2 separate regions of the Sus scrofa genome follow, and region 2 is linked to region 1. A link is a contact called in public promoter capture Hi-C data. All regions are on one chromosome and are shown on one strand. The core of a region is the stretch at or near the end of the contact, and the rest is flanking DNA. Distances in the headings are between cores, read along the strand shown. Region 1 overlaps NCOA2 (nuclear receptor coactivator 2). Region 2 overlaps NCOA2 (nuclear receptor coactivator 2).

Region 1 (4,605 bases), core at 783-3,282:
CTTAGAGTAAATTCATAGAGTCAGAAAGTAGAATGGTGATTGCCGGGGATGAAAGGCTGTGAGGAATGAAAATGGGGAATTACCGTTTAATGACTAGAGGGTTTCAGTTTTGTAAGGGCAAGAATTCTGGAAGATGGTTGCACAACCATTTGAATGCCCTTATCACTGTTCATCTGTATGTGTAAAAGTGGTTAAGACGGCAAAATTTATGTTTAAATTAAAACAACAACAACAAACCTTTCAGATTTAGTGTAAAATCTGTTCAGCTGTTGTAGTGTAATGTTTTCATTGACAGACACTTGCTGGTAGCAGCTGGCTCTACACTGGTTGAGAGCAGCTGGCTCAGCTCTCCTTTCTAGGGAACAGGTATTATGGTTCGAGTGTGAATGTGTTACATTCTGGAGAAAAGCTTATTGTGGACACTGAAAGAAGGAGTAAGCACACATGGGGGCAGTGTTCGCAGAGCTCATGGAGACAGGAGCGAGGTGAAAATGACCTTGGTTTACGTGGGTAGAGAGAACTGATGTGACCAAAACAAGTGTATTAAGTGCTGTCCACAGTCTTGATTTTTAAAAGCTTTCACTTTTTGATAAGTTTTTTGTCATTTTGCTTATATTTTACTTCTTACCACGTCTGCCAGGTTGAGTGTTTAATAGCTTCTGCCAGGGATTCAGATACATTCCATTTATTGGTATTTATTATAACAAGTGTTTTCAAGAAAGGTACTGTTGGAGTTCCCGCTGTGGTATAGTAGGCTAAGGATCCAGTGTTAATTTTGCAGCAGCTTGTTTCTCTGCTGAGACATGGGTTTGATCCCTCGCCTGGTGCATTAGGTTAAGGATCCAGCATTCCTGCAGCTGCGGCTTGTATTCAGTCCCTGGCCTGGGAACTACTTCCATATGCTACGGGTACGGCCAAAAAAAAAAAAGAGAGAGAGAGAGAGAGAAAGAAAGGTACTGTGGCTACAAGTTATTAGGATTGATGTAAAGGTCAAGCCAGAACCCCCTGCTCTTAAGAGCTTCCTGCTCTAAAAGAGAAGGTAACTGAAATACGAGATAGAGACTGATAAGTGATATAAAGAAAGGTTTGTGGAAACACAGACTAGAGAGATCTACTTCTCAGAAGTAACCTTGAAAGATGGGAAGGATGTTAATAGAGCGAATGGGGATATGAATTCAAGGTGAGCATCTTGACACAGATGTAGGGAAAGCTAGAGTGGTCTGCGCCAGGAGGGGCTGCGATCTCTGTGTCTGTCAGAGAACAAGACCTCATGTTGGTTGTAGTAAGCAGAAGACAGCAAAAATACTTTGGGGCCAGATCATGGAGAATTTTCAGTGTCTTATTAAGAATTTGAATTTATGTCAGCAGTGGGCAACTGTTGGAAGTTTCCACTGTGGAAATGACAAGTGTTGACACCTTAGGAAGCAGGTAGGCTGACTTGGTCTGACTGGTGATTGTTTAATTATAGAGGCTGATTTAGTTCTTTGGTGTCCATCTGAAGCAGGAAATTAGGTTGGATAAATAAACAGGGAGGATACAAATTAGTTGTGAAAAGTTAGAGGTGTTAAGAATTGATTCATTTCACAATGTACAGCCATTGAAAGAACTTGACATGATAAAAGCTGTTTTAAAGATCAGTTAGGCAGCAGTGTATTGAAGAGATTCTGTAGAGAGACTAGTTAGTGAAAGGGTTATTGAATGGTGGAATTTTGAAGAGCTGGAGGAGGGTAGAAGCAGCAGAAACAAAAAGGAGAGGAAATGGTGAAAAGAAGGAAGAAGTGAAATTCACAATTATAAGCATATTTCTGCACAAAGCATTTATTGCCCAATGGGATAGCTGACCAGCATTCCCGCTCTTAGAAAGGAGGTATGCCGTATTGGTCAGGCAAAGGGCATGGTGATGTGAACTGGCCTGGCTGAAGTGTCCTGGCTTGAGCAGGTCCCTGGAGGGCCTGGTGGCATTCAGCACCACTCAGCTGACACGGCAGATAATGCTGTCCATCAGTGTCCTGGCTTCATTGGCTGTGTCCACAGAGCGCCCAGGCCAGCAGTCCCCAGACCTCCATGCCCTGGCACATTGGTGAACTGCAGACTGTTCTGAATCATGTGCCGTGAGCTTTTGAGATGTTGCGTAAATGTTTTGCTGCAAGTGGATATTCATAGGGCCTGGTAATGTGTTAAAGACCCTCCTGAGCAGGTCGTTAGGGAAACAATTGCTGTGACTAAGAGGCTTCACCTATCAGGCCCACCAAGGACTGAGCAGAGTTATACTGCCTCACCCTTGGGTCTGTGGGCCCCAGAGACCCTTCCACCCCAATAGCAGCACACAGCTGGGGGATTCTGCCCTGCTACCCCTCCGCACCCCGCCCCCGCAGCCCTGGGGAGGATTTTGCAGCCCCTGTGTCATGGGGTCCCCCGGATGCAGTAGTGCCTGCTTCTTAGGATTCTTGACTTTGTTCAATTTGCTTTTGAGTCTTTTAATTCATTGACATTGGCTAATGAAAAACGCTAGTCTTTGAACATGGCTTGCAAGCAGCTGGCCAAGACAGGTCCTGCCAACTCTTTGATAAATGCTGCAGCCAGATATTGCAGTGGTTGAAGGTAGAGTGAAAAGAAGATGGAATTTGGTATGTGAAATCTTAGGTTTGAATCCTTGCTTTGCCACTAGCAGTGAAACTTCAGGCAAGTTTATTTAAACTCAATTTTCTCCGTTTCTTTATAAAATGAAGGTAATAATATTTACCTTTCAGGCCTGCTTTGATGACTTGAGGTAATGACTAAAATATAGACACTGTGCCCTGTGAAGAATAATTTATTTCTCATCTCCAGTGTGCGATGAGTTCGGTGCTTTTTACTCCTTTGTGTATTAAGCAGCCACATCCCAGGTTTTGTAAAGCATGTGTTTCTCTGAACTATGGACTTCTGGAGTTTGATCTTTAAAGATTAAATAGACTTACAGTATTCAGAGTGCCAAAGCAAGCATTGGTCACTTATGAGTTATTTAAAATGGAAAAAAAATTTGTTTGATTGAAGCATTAAATTTGCTGTTAAAAATCTATTTAAATAGCAATATATCTTATGTCATATACCTTAACGCACATTATAAGTTTTCTTTTTTAATAAAGTACTTGCCACCCTCCTCAAAAAATGGTAATATCAACAATAAAACTTATGACTAAAACTGTCACAGGGGATTTTGGTAGAATTTTCTATCAACTTCCATAGAAAAAGGCTCATTTATCCATCTAGAATTAGGAATAAGTTGGGGAAAAGTTTTGGTCAGACCAGCGTTCTTGAAATCCACTCAGTCTTACTGTTAATAGATCACAGTACCGTGGAGCATGTTCTAGTGTAGGTGGTTTTTTTCTAATTATTGGGCAGAGTTTTAAACCTGCTTACAAATCTAGCTGTTTGAATTCATAGTAGGCTTAAACTTGGCACAGATATTCTCTGCTCAGATACAAGAGTAGTTGTTTTTTAACCAAAAAAAATATTGACTAGCTTTTTTTCTTTTTTTAAATTCCTAGAGAACTGAAGAATTTTGGAGTATTTACTCCATCCAGTTTTAGCTACAAGCAATTCAGACCCCTTCAAATTCCAGTTACTATTTGCTATATAATCATGATTTTTCGTAAAAGATTTATAAATCTTAAAATGGTTTCTATCATCACACAGTGACTCTTTTTCGTAAGTGGTGTTTTTTCAAACCTTAATAAAGGAATTCACGTGACACGAATATAAAAGTAAATCCTGTTGACCTTAAGGGGACTTTTCATTCTAACCTTTTCGGCATCTCTGTTCACGTCATGATGTAAGTCATGGTTTATTGTTTAAAACTCTAATTTGTTTCTGTGTGAGTGAAAATACATTTTTTTCATACTGTCTTTGCTGGGACCATAACATCTCCAGTGATTTTGTTAACAGTATATTTGATTGCTGCCTTATAGAATATGAAGTTTGTTTTAGAAAATTTAAATGTAAGCATTGAAGGATAAAGCCTACATGAAAATGAAACTTAGCTTAAAATGAACTTGGATAAAATCTGATTTTTACTTTGTTTCAGTAGTGTGCAGTTTAATGCCAGAAAGAAATGTAGATATAAAAATAACATCAAAGTGTTAGGTTTTTAAAAAGTTGACAAATTAATACGTAGCAACCATTTTAGACATTAGCTTAAAGAAGGATTATCTCAGTTACATTTGGCTATAAATTTTCTTAGTGAACTGAAGAGAACTGTAAAAGAAAAATATCTCTATGTAATTTATACAGTTGTAGTTTTTCAAATTACTTTAACATTTTTAGTAGCATTTTATATTTGAGCAGGCTAGAATTTTGAATTACAATAAATTCAAAGACTCATTTGAGCTGTACTAAAAGTTTGAAGATTGAGATGATCTTTTGCAGTTACTTATGTGCTCTACTATGATGTATTAGGTTATTTTTTAAGCTTTTTTTTTTTTTTTTTAAATTTAATGGCTGCACCTGTGGCACTTGCAAGTTCCTGGCCTAGAGGTTGAATCAGAGCTGCAGCTGCAGGCCTGTGCCGCAGCCACAGACCTACACCACAGCCATGACAATACCAGATCTGAGCTGCAATGTGGCAAT
Region 2 (4,605 bases), core at 865-3,364, 73 kb after region 1:
CCTTACATTCTAATCCTAGCTTCATATTTAAATATAAATAATAGTGAACTGTTATGCATCTAATCGCTATGTACTACTTCTTCATCTAAAATTTTACAAATAATAGTAATCCCTCTTATGTATTTTAGTAATGGGTAATTTTTTGCTCTAAACTCCTTAATTGTCTCTGGAATAAAATGTTTTTGAAATACTGCAAAATTAGTATACTTGCCATCAAATTTAACAATTTAGGCTTATATTATGTACAAGGTAGCATAATAAGCGCTTATAGAGAATACAAAGATGAGTAATACACAGGCCCTGACATCAAAGAGCTTTTAATCATAGTGCTGAGCCACTTTCAAGGTTATAATATACTTAAGGTAAAATCAGTTCATAATGATAACCATGGTATATAAAAAATATACTAGTTTTTTACATTTGTGTCCTCAGTTTCTGATATACTGCTGGCACATATCAAACAATCAGTACATTTTTAATAGATTGGCTGAAAGGTGCTGTCGGAGTAGTTGTGGTTTCTGTGTCTGTCTTATAAGAAGGGCTTAGGGAAGACTTCAGGAGGAGGCGGTTGTTGGAGGATCAGTAAGATCTGGGTGGGCAGAGAGTGGCACGGGAAGGGGAGGACTGCACGAGTGATGAGTCCCCACTGAAGTCTGAGCCTGGCTACTCCACTCTGGCCAGAACTTAGACCACAGAGCTAGGGGCGTATTTGGTAGGAAAACCTGGAAAACTGGGTAGATCGCACAGGCTTCTGAGTGCCAAATCCCTGTCTGGTTTCACAGGGAGTGAGAATAAGAAACAGCGAAAGAGGACGGACATTTTTAGAGTCCCTACTCCATCCTGTGATAGATGGTTGTTTTATTATCACACTTAATCCTCGCATTGGTACTGTGTGGTGATTTCTATCCACATGTTCCATAGGAAGGAACCAGGGCACTATTCGATACTGAGCATAGGCTCAGTGGAGAAACGGAGAACTCTGACGTGGGGAGAAGTTCCTGGAGAAGCTGACTTTAGAGATGAGGAACTCCCAGCAGTTGCAGAGGAATCAGAAAGAAAGTAATGTGATCATGAGAAACTGCAGAAGTCGAGTTTAAAGATCTTGGAAATGGATTGGGTTTGAAGATGGAGAGAGAGAGCAGAGTTACAGAACATTTACCTGGTGATAGAAAGTGAGAAGCAGCAGATAGAGGAGGAGTAGCTTTCTCAGGAGGTGAGGGGTCTGGTTTTGGACATGTATGGGAGAGAGATCTGTGAGGTATTGAAAGTTGGGCCCTGAAGCTCCAGTGATGTTTTGAGGCTGGATGTGTATGTACATCAGGTCCCATTTTTACAGATGTTGGCAGATGGAGCCACATCAGCAGATCCGACCTGCACAGAGTAGCTTTACATTGAGAAGCAAAGCCATGGATGTCCTTCAAGTGCTAGCCACATTGTGTCTTTTACTCATTTACCTGTGGTGTTGCTCTCTAGATTGTAAGATCAGAAGGGTAACGATTTTATCTGACTGGTTCACTGCTGTATCCAGTGTCTGCACTTGGTAAGGACCTCAATGAAGTGTTGAGGGATCCATGAATGGAAATCATAGTGATTTGCAAAGTGGCCCTTTTTCTCTTTTTATATAAACTTATTAAACAGCTGAATCTCTTTTTATATAAGCTTATTAAACAGAGCTTTGTACCCCTAATAATGCCTTCCCTCTTGTAGCATATGCATAAAGTTTTATTTACAGCAACATCCAAGGGGAAAAACTAGGGATTTGGGGACTCAGCTGGTCTGAGGTTAAAATTTTGTTCTGACTGATCGGCCTCTGATTAGGTTACCAAACTTCTCTCTAAGCCTCATTTTCCTGTGCTGTAAAATAGGGATAAATTAATACCTATGTTACAGGGCTGCTGGGAGGATTAAAGTGATAATGTGTGTCAGAGTGGCTGGCATATAATTTGCACCCAATAAATAACTGGTGTTTTGCAATCTCTCTATTGTGTAATGTTGAATAAGTTACTTAACTTGACTAAGTCTCAGTTTTTTAATCCTGAAAAGGGGAAGATGAAGCCAGTCTCATACAGCATTTAGAGGAACCAGCGGGATACCACATGCAAAACCCCTCACTGGCACAGTGCCTGTGTACTTGGGATCATCAAGCATGAGTGCGCTCTGTTCTTTGCGTGTAGAGTGTAATGGTTAAGGGTGCAAACTCTGGAACCAGACTGCATGCATGAATTCAAATCCTGGTCCTTTTACTTACCAGCTTTGGCTGACCTTCCTGTGCCTCAGTAACTGGGGGATATGGTAGTACTACCCCAATAATATTGCTGTGAGGAAAATAAGTAAGAATATCAGTAGAAAAGCTTAGGCCTGGAGTTGCCTGGTGGCTCAGCAGGTTAAGGATCCAGCATTGTCACTGCTGTGACTTCGATAACTGCTGTGGCGCAGGTTCGATCCCTGGCTCAGGAACTTATGCATGCTGCAAGTGTGGCCAAAAAAAAAAAAAAAAGTAAAGTGATAGATTAAAAGAAAAGAAAAGCAAAACCTTAGACCAGTACCTGGTACATGGTAAGCACTAAGTGTGTTTGATTTTTTTTTTTAAATGTGTCTGTTGCTTTTTTTTCTCTATATAGTCCCTTAAATGGTTTTGCCCTGATATAATCTGAGTAAGATGCCTTGCTTGTAAAGAATGAGATTTCTTTATGAAATTGGTCATGCTTAAAGGTGAAATAGAATTAGACAGTTGACCTGACTGGACCATGTAGCCCTGCTCTTCCGTCTTCCATGTACAGCAGTGAAAAAGCTACCCTGGTTCCCATTGCAGTCAAGATCCACTCCGGAGCAGTCTTCTCTTTGAAAACCTGTGTCAGTTTGCTTCCATTTCTTGCCTGTCTCCCCACCCCCGCCACCCCAACCCTGTTCTGCTAGCGGGTTTCTAGGAATAGCTGGGGTTGTAGCATGAGTAGAACCCAGGAGGAAGGAACAGAACTGGAGAGACAGTTGAAACCTTCTTCTCCTGCTGGGGAAGCTTTTCTTTACTAGCGAGTCATTTTTCTAACAACAAAACTCTAAGAGGAGTTCCCGTCGTGGCGCAGTGGTTAACGAATCCGACTAGGAACCATGAGGTTGCGGGTTCGGTCCCTGCCCTTACTCAGTGGGTTAATGATCCGGCGTTGCCGTGAGCTGTGGTGTAGGTTGCAGATGCGGCTCGGATCCCGCGTTGCTGTGGCTCTGGCGTAGGCCAGTGGCTACAGCTCCGATTCAACCCCTAGCCTGGGAACCTCCATATGCCGCAGGAGCGGCCCAAGAAATAGCAACAACAACAACAACAAAAAGACAAAAAAAAAAGACAAAAAAAAAAACTCTAAGAATATGTCCCTCATCGTGCCCCTTGATTCTTCATTCCCATCAAGAGTAAAAGGTCTGTCTTCAAAGAACGACAGTTTATTCTATTACAGAAGGCTTGCTTGGATCTTTATTCATCTCTAAAACAGGCTTAAGAAAGAGAGGTGGCTGCCTCAAAGCCACACATTCAATTTCCACTCCTGTAGCTGCTAATGTTGCAAAATCTGCCCTGTTGCGGTGGCATCTCTCCACTGGCACAGGTTCTTCTGGATGATCTCTGTGTGACGCGTGGCCACCCCATGTCTCTCTTCCAGGCTCATCCTGGTGTGAGATGGCAAGCAGGCATCACCTCTGGCGCCAGGTCCTCTTGTTAGAGCCATGGCCTGGAGCGCCCCGGGTGGGGGGGAGGGGGGGGGAGGGGCGATGATCAGGCCCAGAAGTGATTAAGTAGCCCTGTCTGCAGACCTGCAGGTCTGCGGTGCAGGGGCGATGGCGCAGTTCCAGCACACGGTGGTACGCTTGCCAAGCCTCATGGATTCTGTGGTTGGGTCCAGCCTTGAAAGCCTTGGTCTCCTTTTGTCCCAGTGTTTTTGCTTTTGAATTAGTGTCTATCACTTATTTGATTCCGCTGTAAAGTGGAAGTGAATCAGGATTCATCCATGGGCTTGGATTAAATAGACTTGTCCATGCGTGCTTTTCATAGCTTGCTTCAGGGAGCTCTTAGATGCCTAAACTCTTCTTAGTTCTCTCACTTCTGAGATAGTGATTGCTCTCTAACCTTTTTGTTGAGCTTCTCTTGCTTAGTTGGCACCTGGTTTTATCTTCTGTTTAGTAAATTTGGGGTAACATTAGACTACTGATAAACTAACATGAATCTCTGGAAACTGTGGGCACACAACACCCCTGTGAACTGATCGAGGTCATTATAGAACAGACCAGATGTCTTCTTCCTAAAGGATTGGTCATGTGTGTGTATGTTGTCCTTTGGCTTCCTTTCGTAGAGGCTAGAGATAATTTTTAGTCTAACCACTGAATTTTAAAAGCTTACTTTTGTTTTGTTTTCTTAAGAATGAAAGTAAATGTTAACATCTTGGCAGCTGACGAAGAACATTGAGGCACTAATGAAAATGTAGACAATATAATCAAAGTTCAATATGAGGACATTTTTGACATTTTGTAACTAAGGTATGTCTTACTAGAATTTTAAGAAAATTGTGGTAAAATTGTGGTAAAATTTTTTTTATTTTAAAAATAAAATGACCACTTTAACCA

Evidence for each region. Promoter capture Hi-C pulls out the DNA fragments that hold promoters and counts their contacts.
Region 2: a promoter capture Hi-C map of liver shows a contact between it and region 1, with 2.0 times the contacts expected there. The contact joins two enhancer-like sites. A contact is called at or near these places in 1 of 5 promoter capture datasets (liver) and 3 of 47 Hi-C or Micro-C datasets (liver and skeletal muscle).

The regions. Positions count from the first base shown.
Region 1 is chr4:65,018,964-65,023,568 of Sscrofa11.1, forward strand. The region is part of intron 1 of NCOA2 (nuclear receptor coactivator 2); the gene reads left to right. Among named protein-coding and RNA genes, the nearest start is that of NCOA2, 67 kb to the left of the region's middle. Within about 2 kb of position 2,033, at least 16 of the 83 cell types and tissues checked have an H3K27ac peak or open chromatin away from gene starts, as enhancers often do. A contact at or near this core is called in liver, where this site is marked.
Region 2 is chr4:65,091,572-65,096,176 of Sscrofa11.1, forward strand. All of the region lies in intron 2 of NCOA2 (nuclear receptor coactivator 2), which reads left to right. Among named protein-coding and RNA genes, the nearest start is that of NCOA2, 140 kb to the left of the region's middle. Within about 2 kb of position 2,115, at least 4 of the 83 cell types and tissues checked have an H3K27ac peak or open chromatin away from gene starts, as enhancers often do. A contact at or near this core is called in liver, where this site is marked.